Regions from separate parts of the Sus scrofa genome. Here region 2 is linked to region 1. A link is a contact called in public Hi-C data. All regions are on one chromosome and are shown on one strand. The core of a region is the stretch at or near the end of the contact, and the rest is flanking DNA. Distances in the headings are between cores, read along the strand shown. Region 1 holds the start of TMEM240 (transmembrane protein 240). Region 2 holds the start of LOC110261347.

Region 1 (4,454 bases), core at 1,343-3,842:
CATGTTGTGTATACACACCGGCCACATGCACAGGACGAGGCGTGTATACCATGGACGTGGCCCGCGAGCTCCACATGTGTGCGTGTGCACGCTCGCCGGGACACGAGCACGGCACGGGTCACATGGTCACATGTAGGGGCACATGCACGAGGCTCTGCACACAGCCGCCAACTCCGTGGGCACCGCGGCACAGGCCCGGGCGTGTGCCCGCTGCAGCCCGCAGCGTTCACACACGGCTCCTCCGTTTCGGAAATTGCGTGTGGACATGGAGGAGGCATGTGCATGTGTGCGCCTCCTCCACCCACAGGCTGTCACACGGGTAGAGTCCATTGCAGCCAGGCGTGTGCGTGGTCTGTCCACAGACACCGCGGGTGCAAGCCTGTACCCCGCAGACCGTCATGGCGCCCCGGGAGCACATCGAGCTGTATACTGTGCGGCACCCATGTACCGCGCGTACACGTACATGGCAGTATACGAGAATCCTCTAAACACTGAATTTACACATCCTGTATCACTGATGTGTACAAGACACGTGCACGTGGACACACACACCCTGGGAGGCTCCAGGCCGACAGCAGGCGTGGCTCGCCTCGGTCCTGGGTCCATGTCTGTGTGAGCTGGGCACGCAGGTCTCGCTGCTGCTTGTGCTCAGTGGGCACTTGTTTTACACCAGCCACGTGTACTCTGGACACTGCCATGACACATACGCACACCCTGAGCAAACACACTCTGACAGCACACGCTGTCTGTCCAGCCAGGCCCTCAGTGTGAGGTCACAGGCCTGTTCGTGGAAGGCGCCCTGCTACCGTTTACGGAGTACGAGCCTGGGCCCAGGCCATGCACACCGCCCGTCTCTCCCAGGGGGTCTCAGGACCCCCCTACTTGCGCCCCAGTCCAGGTGGGCCCAGGAAAGCAAGGAGCTGACCTGCCTTCCTTCCTTTGCCTCGGGCCATGCACACCAGCCGGGAACTCCGATCCCCCCCGCAAACTCTTGGTGATTCTCGGCCGACACACACGAGTCGCTCACACTCCCGTTGCCACCTGTCCCGCTGCCTGGGTTCTGCTTCACCCCCCAGTCTGCACACACAGGCATGGAGCATGCTTTGTGAGGCATGAAACCGTCCCGTCGCTCACACACACCCCACACCACCACGTGTGCACACATGTCCCTGGAGCAAGGGTCCGAGGCAGGGTCAAGAACACACGTTCCCGCTGGCTGCGTGCTCAGACAGCCCGTCGGCTCTCACGGCCCCGGAGCGCCGCACCTGCGGGGGGAGCGGGGGCCACATGTGCGCACATGTACAGGCACAGACGGTACACACATGCGCGTCTCATGAGAAGATGTTTATTTCATACATGGACGTACAAACATGCATGGCCAGGAAGACTCCATCACTACATGTGCACAGAATGGAGGGGTCACAAGGAGAGTGTAGGGGCCTGGGCTCTCCCCTCCCTCTGTGTGACCTTGAGCAAGCTCCACCCCCTGCCTCAGTTCCTCCCAGGTCCGGCGAGGGAGTTGGGCCTGATGCCTTCAAGGTAGGCCCTGCCCACCTTGACCTTCCGTGCCTCCCCCTACCCGGCGCCCAGGAAAGTTCACCGACACAGCTCAGGGCCCAGGGAGGAGGACGGCCGTCCTCTGTGGGCTCAGCGGAGCGCAGCATCCCTCCCGGGACACCAGGCTGGGCTGCTGCTCTCCTGGCCTCCCGGCCCTGGACCAGGAGGCCCTGGACCCATTCCGCCCCTCGCCCCGCGGCCGGTTCATTCTCCGGAGACCATTGCCGAGGGGGTCTTACCGCCCGGCGCGTGCTCCCCCTTCCGGAGCACCTCTGTGGGGGCTGGAGGCCGCTCGGTCCTTCCCCCACTGGGCTTGGCGCCAGCTCCCCCCCCCCCGCCTCGCCCGGCAGGGCAGCCCCCGCGGGCCCGGCCTAGCGGGGCCTGCGGCCTGGCCGCCCCAGCGGGCCCCACCTCCGCCCCACATGCGTGGTCACGCGCGTGCCCCCCGGGCGCAGACTCACCGGCCGCAGTCGCAGTGGCAGACGCGGTCCTCGCCCCGCAGGTGCGGGAGGATGTAGTTGTGGAATCGGTCCAGCAGCGCGTTCATGTCCATCAAGCACGCGATGGCCTGGAAGAGCCCATGACCGGTCAGCGCTGAGCAGCCGGGCCGGGGCCCCCGGGCGGAGGCCGGCGCGCTGGGGCCGGGGGAGCGCCGGGGCGCGGGGCTGGGGGAACGCAGGCCGCGCGGGCCAGTAAACAAGGCGCGGGAGGGGGAGGCGGCGCCGGGCGCGGGAGGCGGGAGCAGGTGCGGGGAGCGGGCGCGCGGGAAGCCCCTCCGCTCACCATCACGATCGACGCCCCCAGAATCATGAAGATCATGGTGTTCGCACTCATGGACATCGGGCGGGGCCGGGCCGGGCCGGAGCGCCGCCCCCCGGCCCCGGCGCCCCCCGGCCCCGGCCCGATGCGGAGCCCCCGCCGCCTCCGCAGAGGTCAGCCCGCCGCGCACCCACTGCCGCCGCCGCCGGCCGGGGAGGAGGTGCGGGGCCGGCGCGGGGCAGGGGACGCGGCGCTCCCGGGGTCCTCGGCCGCCCGGCCCGCGCGCTCGCCGCGCCCGCCGCGCTCCGCTCCGCCCTCGGCCCTGCCTCCCGCCCTGCGCGCGGCGCGGCTCCGGCCCCCTCCCCCCGCGGCCTCCCCCGCGCCCGCCTCCCGGGAGGGCCCTCGCCGCCCGCGGCCGCCCGCCCGCGCGACGCCGGCCGGACCCCCCCCCCGGGGGGACCGCAGGGCCCGCTCGCCCCCATCCGGCCCGCCCCGGCCCTGGCTGCCTGCCCAGCGCCCCTGGACCGCGCGGGGCCGCGGCCCGAGCAGCTGGGGCGATCCCGAAGAGGCCCGCGCTTCCTCCCGCACTCCTCCTCCCCACTTCTCGGCTGGAGGCCCCTCCTCCAGGCCCGGGGTCGCGGGGCTGCGGGCGGGCGGGTGAAGGGCCGCCCGCAGAGGGAGTGGGCTGTAGGGTGGCCGGCAAGCTGCCAGGGAGGTCACTCTGGAGCCAGGCCACGTGACTCGAAGGAGACCCTCTGCGGGCAGGGCCAGCCCAGGCCGGCTCTCCTAGGGTGTCGGCCTGGGAGGTCAGAGGCCCAGGCGGTGGCCCTGATCCGGCTGCCCCATGATGCTGGGGGGTTGGGGTCCCCGAGCCCACCCCTCATCCTCAGCACGACCCCCGACCCCCACACAGGAGCCTCCCGTCTTCCCCACGGCGGTCCCGAGGTTTTCCAGGGCAGCGGAAACCAGGAGGGTGACCAGGGACGCGCGGCCCACCCCAGCCCTGGGGCAGGTCCCACTTTCTTCCAGGATCCCAGTGGACAGCAGGCCCTCGGGGCCGGCTAGGAAGCTCGGCCGGACCCCCAGGCCTCGGACGCTGCCCGAGGGCCGAGAGACGGGCAACAGTGAGCGGAGCACTGCGGGGTCTCTCCCCCAAGTCCAGCCTGTTGCTTTATTCATGGATTTGCACATTCCAGCCAGTGAGGGACGGTCCGTGAGCGGCAGGCATTCGGGGGGATGTGCGATGAACCGTTTTTCTCTTTTTTGGTTAAAGACAAAAACTCGATAATCAACATCCCACTTAGGAGTAAGAGCAGGACAGAAGAAACCTGATTGTTTTGCATCTGGCATTTGTGTCTATCCTCTCGTTTCACGGGCACAGTTTGTGAGGGAACCGCCCCCGTCCGCCAGCGGCACTCGAGGGAGAGACAAGGCCAGAGGACAGCGGAGGAGCGGAGGGCAGTCCAGGGGCGGCTCCGGGCGGTGGGGGCGGCAGGCGCGGGCTCAGTAGAAGCAGACTGTGTGGAGGAAGGCCCGGCCGCTCTTCTCCTCGAACTCCTGCAGCAGCTCGTCGATCTCGTTCTCCATGTCCTCCGTGTGCTGAATCTGCAAAGCGCACAAGGGCACTCAGCTGCCGGCCCCGTGTCTCCTGGGGGTGCTTGGCCCACGAGAGGGCAGCGGGGGCGGGGGGCGGGGGCTGCAGCGTGGGGATGGGCATGGGGCTGCTGCAGCTCCGTAGGCCTGGCTCCAAGGTCATGGGGACACGCACCACAGACGCCTGGCGCCTGTACTGGCCCTACTTTGTAAAGGAGCGGACCCCACGGGGAGGGGGCCTCTTGCTGCAGTCACCCAGTGAGGAAGCCCCAGGGACCTACCCACGCTAGGATGTCGCCACCCCCCACCCCCCCAAGCGGCCCTCCGCGTGTGCGAATGTGCCTGGACCTCTCGGTGGAGAAGCACTGCCCTGGGAGGAGCAGGGGCTGCCAGGGGTCAGCCCCCGGCGGCTTGACAGCACGCGCGCCCTGCTGGGGGCTGGCTCCTCTGCAAATTCTTGCCAGTGAGAAAGGGGTGGGGGTGTGTGCAATTTCTGGGACACGTTGTCCCCTTCTGCTTTTTCTCTTGCATGATGACCCGATCAC
Region 2 (4,454 bases), core at 1,292-3,791, 140 kb after region 1:
CTCCTTGCCAGCTATTAGGAAGTCTGTCTGCCACTCCACATCCCTCTGAAAGGCTCAAAGGAGGAAAGCTGGAAAGGCAACAGAGAAATGCCCCTCCCAGGCTGCTATGGGAACAGAAAAGGGACAGACTCTGGAAAAGTCTGACAGTGTCAAAACTAAACCCACAGCCCAGCAACTGCACCTGGGCATTCGTCCCAGCAACACACCTGATGTCCACACAACAACCTGCCCATGGACACTCACTGCAGCTCTCTCTGCAGGAGCCGAACTGCACTGAGAGCGAGTGGACACTGGACCTGAGCTGCTTCTGCAACCTACTCCACAGCTCACGGTAACACCAGATCCCAACCCACTGAGCAAGGCCAGGGATTGAACCCACATCCTCAAGAATACTAGACGGATTTGTTTCTGCTCTGCCACAACATGAACTTCCTATTTTAACTGTGTTTTTTTTTTTTGGGGGGGGGGTCTTTTTGCCTTTTCTAGGGCTGCTCCCGCGGCATATGGAAGTTCTCAGGCTAGGGGTCTAATCGGAGCTGTAGCCACTGGCCTACACCACAGCCACAGCAACTTGGGATCCGAGGCACATCTGCGACCCACACCACAGCTCACGGCAACGCCGGATCCTTAACCCACTGAGCAAGGCTAGGGATAGAACCCGAAACCTCATGGTTCCTGGTTGGATTCGTTAACCACTGAGCTATGACGGGAACGCCTTAACTATTTTAAAAGGATGAAATTTTAACTCCATCCAAGTTTCATTAAGTTCCTAACAGCACAAATCTAGTATTTAAAAACTTCTCCATCAGAGGAGTTCCCATCGTGGCGCAGTGGAAAGGAATCCGACGAGGAAACATGAGGTTGTGGATTTGATCCCTGGCCTCACTCAGTGGGTTAAGGATTCGGTGTTACCATAGGTCGAAGACATGGCTCGGCTCTGGCATTGCTGTGGCTGTGGTGAAGGCCAGCAGCTGCAGCTCGGATTGGGCCCCTCGCCTGGGAACCTCCATATGCTGTGGGTGCAGCCCTAAAAAGCAAAGTGCTGGCAAGGACTTGATCAAACTGGGCAGTCACCCAGGGGGTCTGAACCCAGAAAGGCCTTTTGGAAAGCTCGGCACAAAAGGTGACCGAAGAGCCAGCCTACGGGGGCCACACAAAGGAGCAAAATAAGAGACCTGGGGCGGGTGGACAGGGGTGGCTGCTTAGCTCGGAAGGAAGCGGGTACCATGCCACCTGCGGCAGAGCTTCGCATCCCTCCAGGCCGCCCTCACCCAGCTTCTCTCCAACTGTCTGAACACCTATCTGCCTGTACCCGGGCCGGGAAACTGCGGGTCTGGGAGACACAGCAGAGCGTGAGCCAGAGAAAGGAATCCCGGAGTCACCCCCGACCCCCTTGAGGGCCAGTGCCGGTCAGCAGGGGAGGGCAAGCCTTCAGGGAGACCCTGCAGGCAGAAGAGCGCCCCCCAACCCCGCCAATGCCCCCTCCGACGCTGGAACATCCGCGTCCAGAGAGAAGCCCCGACTTGAGGCCAAGAAGGTGCGAGGGCACCAACCCGCGGGAAGAACCACCTGCCTCTTGATTCTGCAGCTTAAACAGACCTTCGCGGGGTTCCCGTCTTTCTTACTGGGGCACCGCTTGCTCCTGGCACCTCCCCGAAAACCCTCGAGGCGGTGAGCGAGTTAAGCACCGGGACCAAGCCCACTCACAAGTTCAGCGGAGACCAGAGCACCGGGGCCTCTTCTGGGGAGCTCGTGTCCGTGCCGCCCGGAGCTGCCCGCCCCCATGTCCCTGCCCTCAAGTCCCTGCGGCAAGAGCAGAGGTCACGGCCGGGAGGCTCGGGGGGGGAGGCCGGAGTGGGGCGCACCCAGCAGGGCGAGGCGCTCCCGCACGTGGACCGCGGCGCGCCGGACAGGAAGGCAAAGGGAACAGGGTCTCAGCCAGGACCCAGCGGGCCAGCCGCCGGGTCGTCGGGGAGGCGCTGGGCAGCGAGCTCAGACGCGCCTTCCCAGGAGTCATACCGCGACGTGACCCCCTAAGTGACCGCCTCGCCTGAGGACCGGACCCTCCAAGCTGTCCCCACAGCGCGGACTCCGTCCGGCCGCCCCGACACCTGCGCCGAGCCTGAGGCAGGGGCGGCCGGCCAGCGCCTCCCAGCTCCACACCCGTGCGGTGGGCAGGGACGCCTTGGCCCTGCGACCCCAGCACCCGCTCCCATGACCCTGGGCGGCGGGCTGGGCCGAGGGGACGCGCGCTCACCGTTCGCTTCCCCGGGCGCCTGCGGGGCCGTCGTCTCGCTGGGACGCGCCCGCGGGTTCCGCAGCCCCGCCGCCGCTCGCCGTCGCTAGCCGGCTCCCGGCGCCGCGGCCGACTCCCGCCCCATGGCCGCCCCCCGCCCCACGGCCGCCCGGCCCGCGGCGCCGGCCCGCGGAGTAGCGATGCCGCCGCGCCGCCAGTGCGCACGCGCGCCCCGGCTGACCCCCGCGCGGACCCGCGCGCCTGCGTAGGAGACCGCCCCGCCCCCCGCGTCTACGCACGCGCCCCGCCCCGCCCCGCGCGCGCCGCGGCCGCCCGCACGGGCGTCCGCCCGGGCCTGGGGGCGGGACCCCGGCTGCCAACACCTCCGCAGCAGCCCCGGGAGGACCCTGGTGCCCACTCCCCGCGCCGCGTCGGAAGCGCGTTCTCGGGCCTCATGCCCCGCCCCCCATTCGGCCCCCCGCTTCTCTGCCCCGCGGGCCTGGTGAGCTGACTGCAGGCCCCGCGAGTGGCGACACCACCCGCCACAGACCCTGTAACTGCCAGGGCGTGGCTCTGCTTAACAGGAGTGTGTTTTGGGAAGCAGAAGTCGGTATGCGCAGCAGCAACAGAGCTGTGCCCCTGGGCCGCCCGCGCTTGCCCACCCTGAGCGGCTTGGCGGGTCCCTGCACACCTAGACCTGGGCCTGGGGTCTCAAGGGACCTGCTGACACTGTTCTCCCTAACCCGCGAGCCCCGTACTGGAGGACCTAGAGAGGAGGGGGACCAAGGTGACGTTGCACACCCCTCGCCCCCAAGCCCTTTCCCCCAAGGCTCGCCAAACTGACTGGTTACCCACCACCTGGGTGCCGGACGTCAGGGATCCCAGCTGTGTGCCTCTCTCCGGGGACGTGTCTGGGAACAAGCAGATGCAGGGTCACTGTAGATGAGGCTGGCCAGGCACCAGGCTTTGTAATCGCCTGGCTCTCAGGGCCTGCCGTTATTCCTTCCTAGAGCCCTGCTCCCGGGACAAGAAGCACCTGACCGAGGCCATGTGTGGACTAGAGTCCTCTGAGCAGCCTGGCTTCTACCTTCCCGCCCCCATACCTGAGGGCGAGTCTTCTCTAGCCAGGACTCCTGGGCCTGTGTCTGGAGACCTGGAACACACCTCTCACTGCTGTCCTAGGACCCCTGGTCAGTGGGGTCACCGAGGGTGAGTGGAGAGGGAGGCAGATGGCGGGAACTGGAGGGGGTTTCTCAAGTTCTGTAACTTCCCCATCGGGCTCTTTTGTAAACTCAACCACTTCCCCAAAGTGACCATTAGCCACACCCTGAGAAAAGCAAAGCCTTTTGAGCTGTGGGTTGGAGTATGATTGTCAACAATACTAATGCTAGGCTAGGCCTCCTGGGAACCTTCTAGAGCAGGGGGGGCACTTTGCACAGAAGGCTGCAAGGCAGGAGTTCCAGCCTTGTCGCCAGCCACGGCACACAGCAGGCATGCATCCTGTGTACCCCTCCCTAAAGGGAGCTTGTACAGGTGCGTCTTACTCGTCTTACTCACGGAAATGTGCCGCCTGGGCCTTGGCCATAGGCTTCAGGCCACAGTGCTTCCCCATTTCAGAAGTAAGAAAACAGGGGCTGCGTGCGGGCTTCCTTCAGCTGAGTGTAATTGTGCAATTTCTCCCAGCAGGCCCTGGGTCCCACCCAGGGATTCCAAGCTGCCAGCTCACACCCTGCAATCAGGAAGGCCAGTGCTGGGAGGGGCGCTTTAGGGCCTCCAGAAGCTTCCTAGAGTAGGTTTTGCTTGGGGTGACGCCAGGGCAGGGCTGGAAAGAGCCGGGCTGAGTGGGGAGAGGGAAAGGCCAGCAGCGGGGCCAGCGGCCGGCTTGAGGGTAGGGCTGCATGTGGTTAGGCCAGTGCAGGCGGGGCAGAGGATAGGGGATCTGCCACAGAGGGACTCGGGGTTTGGGAAAGGCCATGGGTGCCACCTCTCCCAGTGCCAGAGCTGTAGACGCTCTTAAGTTGGTGTTTGTTTCTTTGTGCTTTTTCCTAAACACGGCTCCCCTGCTGCTTGAGCTTTAGCCCCCCAAAACCTGAACCCATCCTCTTCTGAGGGTCAAAAGATTGGGGCGAGCGGGGGTCGTGGTGCAGGGCCATAGAGGGTGCAGTGGGTAGGGCTGCCTGCCCAGAGCTGGACTTAGGCAGGCAGGGGGATGGTCCTG

Evidence for each region. Hi-C and Micro-C count contacts between places; a contact is called where the count stands out from the background.
Region 2: a contact with region 1 is called in a Hi-C map of epiblast stem cells, with 2.5 times the contacts expected there. The contact joins the promoter of LOC110261347 here to the promoter of TMEM240 in region 1. A contact is called at or near these places in 1 of 47 Hi-C or Micro-C datasets (epiblast stem cells) and 1 of 2 datasets of contacts at active chromatin or transcription factors (alveolar macrophages).

What each region holds. Positions count from the first base shown.
Region 1 is chr6:63,724,865-63,729,318 of Sscrofa11.1, forward strand. It overlaps TMEM240 (transmembrane protein 240), which reads right to left and starts at 2,593. Exons shown (of 4, transcript XM_021097457.1): 1 at 2,341-2,593; 2 at 2,019-2,125. The coding sequence starts at 2,397. SSU72 (RNA polymerase II subunit A C-terminal domain phosphatase SSU72) reads right to left here. Exons shown (of 5, transcript XM_003127502.5): 5 at 3,454-3,921. The coding sequence ends at 3,820.
Region 2 is chr6:63,860,657-63,865,110 of Sscrofa11.1, forward strand. LOC110261347 reads left to right here and starts at 2,542. Exons shown (of 3, transcript XR_002345412.1): 1 at 2,542-2,738; 2 at 3,247-3,445. It overlaps NADK (NAD kinase), which reads right to left and starts at 3,481. Exons shown (of 12, transcript XM_021097484.1): 1 at 3,340-3,481; 2 at 3,092-3,147.